Linked DNA regions of Pan troglodytes: region 1 is linked to region 2. Evidence: chromatin contacts called from public Hi-C data. All regions are on one chromosome and are shown on one strand. The core of a region is the stretch at or near the end of the contact, and the rest is flanking DNA. Distances in the headings are between cores, read along the strand shown.

Region 1 (3,083 bases), core at 119-2,618, 320 kb before region 2:
TGAAACACCTGGCTGTGAACTCAAGCCTAAGGAACAGCCTTTGCCCTGCATGCTTTCTGCTGCTTCCCCCTAGCTCTCTGGGTAGTTACTAGAAACAGCACCCACTTATTTTCATTTTATATATTAATGTTCTAAACTCTATTATATATATCTATATTAAATATATACCTTCTAATGGTCTGAAAACAATACATTTATAAGTTTCATTTGTGCAAATTTCAGTCATCTTCTCTCTGCAGCTTTGGTCCAGATGCCTGCATGCTTCGCTTTTCCAAACTTTAAGCTTACGGAAATATAGGTAAATAATTGTAGTCATTTTGTGGCATAACTCAGAACAAATTGTAAGCACCTTAGGTGATAGCAGGATCCCAAAGCAAAGATTTCCATTAAAACTTTGGTCATAAGTCATCTCTTAATGAGCGACATAAAATGCCTAATCATAAAGTAACTACGCTTCATAAAATCAGCCATTCATTGAAGGGCACAACATTAAGAATAATGGGGGTTAAATAACTGTTTAGTTATGGCTCCTACCCCCAAAGAGAATAAAATATTATGTGAAGAAAATATGGACCCAACAAGCATGCAATACCCATTCACAAGAATGAATCATGCAAGAGAAAATCATACTGATTTGTTGTTTCTGCATCAGCTTCATACCAGAGTTAACTGGCAAAGGTTGTCTAGAAAATATGGGTTGAGTAGGGATCTTAAGAAAAGCTTTTATTCTTCAACTTAAAAGAATAATTGATCCACTGAGCACAATCACCTAAGGAAGTGCATTTTAAAAGAAAGCACATGTTTGAAGAACATTACTACTTTCTAGCTTTATAACTTTGGGGAAATTACATAATCTCTTCAGGTTTCAGTCAGCTTACCTCTAAAATAGAATTATCATACCTATCTCATAACGTTGTATATGGATTCAAAACAACTGTCTAAGAACTTGGCATTGTACCTGTCACTGTTTAGTAGTTAATTTTAAGCAAAATTAGATTTTTACACTTATGAATTCCAAAATTAGCTAATCTGATATGCTCCCAGTTTCCTGTATAAACTTAATTTATTTGTAACTTAGAAATAGTGCATGGACAGCTGCATCTGATTGATGAGAACACCACCACGTTTGCCTTCTAATTCTCCCCAGATTCCACCTTCCTTGTTTGGTGATTTGATTTAAACACTCCTTTAAAGATCCGTTAGCTGTCTGCGCCTTAATCAAATTATAGACAGTCTTCAATTTACAAGAATCCTCACAAGCCCTGGCCATCTGCACCTCTGCTCTGACTTGGGCTGCACTTAGGACAGGCGGCAGGCTAACAGCATCACAGCTTGCTCACTCCTCAGTGCTCCAGCTCCTGAAAGCCGACCCCATCCTCCACCCCACCACAGGCAGGCATGGGGATGCAGACTCTGTTGGCATGGGCTCCTTTCCAGGAAAGGCTCTGGTGTTTGTGTTCTGGGATATTCCTGTCTCCCGCTCAACAAGCCCCTCTCAAAGCCGAAGAAAGGCAACAAACCCCTCTCAAAGTTCAGGAAAGGCAACTGAGCTTCTGGAGCCTGAGCCCAGAAAATCACTAATTTAAAAACAACTTCTTTGTTCTACTAAGATTATGAGCATGATTACTTGCAGAGTGACAAGATCATTGCCTCCTCTCCTGGGTCCAGCTGACTCAGCTACACTAACTCTCTCCCAGTCACTGTTTCCTGAACCACCCCGGGTTCAGGTATTTCTCTGTGCCAGTCTTGTTGCAAGGTAGCAGAGTATACGGATGAGAGCATGCACTTTGATGTCAGAGGAACATGGGTTCTAGGCAAGGCTCTGTCACTTCTGAGCTGTGTAACTTGGGAAAGGTGACATAATGTCTTAAAGCTTCGGCTTCTCATGTGTAAAATGGGCATTATAAGACAACCATCACTCATGATAAAGACTATATGGTTATATTTTTCAAACTGGAGTCTGTTGAACTGAATTCTTGGCAGGGGTGGTGTCCTGTGTCTGTCAATGTACTCATGTTGAATTATTTTACCCAGTGACAAAGGAAATAAGCCTTTTTTGCAGGGATTATGTGGAATTAATAGATTCTTTTCGGTTTTGTCAAGGTTCCTCAAACTGATGTGTACAGATGCATTCCCAAGTCCGCTTCTTAGAATGACTGCTTGTGGTTACCAATCAGAAAAGGTAGCTCTGACCCTACGATTTATTAAATAATTTTTGTAATGAGGCACTATGTCTATTTTTCCTCACCTAATTATTACTTTTAAAATCTTGATACTAAATGGTAGTCAGAAATATTATTTACTCTTTTTGGTTTTGAGAGGTGCAATTCACCAGTATTTCTGATTCTCCTCCTTCTGGGCACAAGATGGGACAGCCCTTTCCTACACTTGCTTTGGCCAATGAAATGTGAGCCAAAGTAACATGCATCACTTCTAGGAAGAACTCTTTCACACTCAGAACACATTTTGTCATGTTTATTCCTAGTGCCAGGCCAGGCAGCATTATTCCAGATGGTGGAAGCTCTGCCTCAAATGAAGACAATGTGGAGCAGAGCCCCTGCCAACCCAAGATACATGTGGTATGAGGAAAAGATACACCTTTGTGATTGTAAGCCACTAAGGTTAGGGGCTATTTGTTACTACAGCACAACGTAGCCCATTCTAACTGATACACAGTTGCTTAAATATTTTGTAATAACTCATATAAATTCTTGCCTATCACACTCTTGGTCTAAGAAAGTCAACTGTCAATACGACACTGCCTTTTTCAGAAAGGTACTTTTTCCTAAAAGATAATCAACTCTCAGAGGGAGAGCTACCTGAATTAGATAATTTTCCTTAAAGGTAAGGTCAGTCCACTGATTAGCTACCTCTCACATTCCCTCTTACATTCTCTACAAGTCATGTATTTATTCTGTTATCTGCCTCAGCTCTCTTCATTGCAAACAAGCTAATCTTTTCATTTTTTTTCTATGCTGAACTTTAACCCTGGAATCACGTACCAATTATCATATGCATACAACTAGCCTGCTCATCAAACCCTAGATATCCACCCATTTAGAGGTCCCAATGGGGAAGGGGGG
Region 2 (2,999 bases), core at 159-2,658:
ACAGTCATGGGTTGCTTAACGACAAGGACACATTCTGAGAAATGCACAGTCAGGTGAGTAAGTACATCATTGCGTATGTAGTTATTCTATGATGTATTCACACAAACCTAGGTACTATCGCCTAACTCACCTATAATCTTATGGGACCACTGTCATACATGCGGTCTGTCGGTATGTGGTGCTTGACTGTAAATAAGGGAACCAGTGAAGTGCTAAAAACCAGTTCAAAGGAGAATTTAAAAAGCAGGTACACAGGCAATCAGGAACGTTGAAATGAATATTAATAAATACTGCTCAGGACAATAATTAATTGCATCTTTACTGGACAAACCTAATTTCCATGATGCTGTAGCGAGTTACACGGTTGAAAAATAGTTCAAAGACCACGAAAGACATAGATAACTTGGAAGAGTGAGTCAGACAAGACACCAAGTCATTTGTGTGTGTTTGCTATTTAAAAGTATTTCGTAATTTCTCTTGAGGAAATTATATGAAAAATGTTTGTTTGGAGACGCAGCCTCTCTCAGTGGCCCAGGCTGCAGTGCAGTGGCGCGATCCCGGCTCACTGTAATCTCTGCTTCCCGAGTTCAAGCGATTCTCCCAACCCAGCCTCTTGAGTAGCTGGGACTACAGGTGTGCACCACCACTCCCCGCTAATTTTTGTGTTTTTAGTAGAGACGAGATTTTGCCATATTGGCCAGGCTGGTCTCGAACTCCTGACCTCAAGTGATCCTCCCGCGTCGGCCTCCCAAAGTGCTGGGATTACAGGCGTGAGCCACCGTGCCCAGCCTCGCAAAATGTTTTAATAGGTGCATGCACGTTTTCCTGAGAAGCTAATCCATATAATTAAGTTTTCAAAAGAAGTGTGCCACAACAGGTTAAGAATCATTGTTCTGGTCACTGCTTACAATTCAAGTCCCTCAACACGTAGTGGCCTGTGTCTTCTGCTTTGTCTGAATCTTCTCGTCTAAATTTCCTTATTAAATTTTCAAGGCCCAGGTTAAATGGCATCTTACTCTTTGAGATCTTCCACCACCCTGTGTCCTATCATTTGTTTTCTCTTAAGTTTCTTTGCTAACGCACTCTGCACACCATATCTAGCACGTGTTAGTTCCCTTCCGTAACTGGATTTTTTACTCTTTAAGGACGATGGCAGAGTCCTGCAAAAGAAGATGATAATTTTAGAATATAAATCCTCACGTTCGCTATCCTCTGGCAGCCACAGCTCAGCTCCAATCTGCGAAATACGGCACTCTCTTTATTGACTACTGCTTCTCTCGGCACCCGTACTTCCGCAAAGACGCCGTCATAGGCTGGGCGCGCCCCAAACCTCCCCACGCCGGGCCCCTATGCGCCCCTACTCTCTGAAAACAGGAACTACAAGTGCTGCCGACGACTTTTGCGCGTGCGCATAAATAACTAGGCCAAGGAACTGATGGGTGTGCAGGACGGGGGGGCGGGGTAAGAAGGACGATAGATGATAGAGTGGACCGCAAGAAAAAGGACGGAGAGTTAATTAGACTTCGCCCAAGCTGTGCGACCCTATAGGCCGCTTGTAACTTACTCCGTTCGACTCCCAAAATACAGGGTCAAGTACTGCGGCCTTCGGACCTTTCCGTCTCCGGATCCTGATAGCCTTGGTTACTTTCGCGTCATAGGATGAGCGACAACGTTTTCCGGTCCCAATTGAGAAAGACGGGCCCGGAGGCAGTGCGCGCGCCACCTACGTCACAGGCGAGGTGGTTCCAGGAGGGCTGGGCATCGGAGAGCGCAGCCGGCTGAGAGACTCGAAGCCAAGGAAGAATTTGATTGGCGATTTGAAAGCGGCGGTTTTTGGCTTAGGCGGAGGTGGGCGGGCCAAGTTTTGGGTCCTCATCTGGTGAGGTCCCGCGTTAATGACGTCACATTGTTTCGCGGGAGAAATTCGAAAGTGGATTTTGTGCAATTTGACAGGTGAGGTGAAGTGTTTCTCGGGTTTTCCTAGGAATGACTTGAGCGATTTGGGGCGAAGGGACGAAAGACTCTGCTCCTTAAGAAGAGAACCGGGAAGGATGCTGTTTGGAACTAGGATTGGGGTGGTCGCAGTCACAGCTACTCGGACTGCTTGTAATAAGTGGTGCCTCTTCACCGTTTTTCCCAGGCCTTGCTTTGCAATTTCGAGTAGATATGAGGACCAAAGAGGGCTTTGCTGTTTGTATTTAGGACTGAGAAAGTATCAAGTCTCCATTGTCATTTGGTGACAGGATTATGGTTATTAGAATCTTGGCAAATGAGATGTGGGTTTCCTTTGTTTATTTGGACTGGATGGTTTGTTAACAATGTTGAGTTCGTGATTCCAAAACTTTGTTATCCGAACTATTTAGAGGTTCAGGTTTAGGTTCAAAAAATACTCCTTGTTTAAAAAAAAAGGAAAAATATCTTGTATTTAAATGAATAATGGCTCATACTTCACTGAGAACACCGAGTTTTATGTATATATATTGTGTCCGTACCTATAGTAGCACAATGTGTATGTACGTATATGTGTGTATGTACGTATATCTGTGTGTATGTATGTATGTATATAATTATCACAGAACATCTGGGGTCTTTAAAAACTTATTTGGAGATTAATCTTTCACCTACTAGAAGTCGGTCAACAGGTGAATTGTCTGGTAGACGTGGACAGATGAACACTTGGAAAAAACTCTATCTTTGCATCTCACTTAAATATATATGATGCTGTTGTCTAAAATAATTTTTTCTGATTAATACTAAGATAAGAAAGGGTGTTGACTTTCAATGAATAAGTATTAGAGCTCTTCTAAATTTTAAAAGATCCAGTTAGCTTTTTTTTTTTTAGGTTTTCTCCTATAATCGAATTTAACCATCCTTTAAGAGTTTCAGTCTTCTCAGTTCTTTTTAAACTGTACATTCCAGAAGTAATATCTCAATTTAGGAAAATAATGGAGAATTTATCTTGCAATTGCGAAATAGCATATAAGTTATCCTAAGCTAGT

The links. A called contact is a pair of places that touch in the nucleus more often than the background predicts.
Region 1: a Hi-C map of induced pluripotent stem cells shows a contact between it and region 2, with 2.2 times the contacts expected there. The contact joins the enhancer-like site here to the promoter of ZGRF1 in region 2. A contact is called at or near these places in 4 of 7 Hi-C or Micro-C datasets (blood, induced pluripotent stem cells and stem cell-derived neural progenitor cells), 1 of 1 datasets of contacts at active chromatin or transcription factors (stem cell-derived excitatory neurons) and 1 of 1 other capture datasets (stem cell-derived neural stem cells).

The regions. Positions count from the first base shown.
Region 1 is chr3:114,416,251-114,419,333 of NHGRI_mPanTro3-v2.0_pri, reverse strand. All of the region lies in intron 1 of ANK2 (ankyrin 2), which reads right to left. Among named protein-coding and RNA genes, the nearest start is that of ANK2, 250 kb to the right of the region's middle. Within about 2 kb of position 1,368, at least 6 of the 24 cell types and tissues checked have an H3K27ac peak or open chromatin away from gene starts, as enhancers often do. A contact at or near this core is called in induced pluripotent stem cells and stem cell-derived neural stem cells, where this site is marked.
Region 2 is chr3:114,099,387-114,102,385 of NHGRI_mPanTro3-v2.0_pri, reverse strand. ZGRF1 (zinc finger GRF-type containing 1) reads left to right here and starts at 1,408. Exons shown (of 27, transcript XR_010156669.1): 1 at 1,408-1,953. It overlaps LARP7 (La ribonucleoprotein 7, transcriptional regulator), which reads right to left and starts at 1,850. Exons shown (of 13, transcript XM_063809758.1): 1 at 1,565-1,850.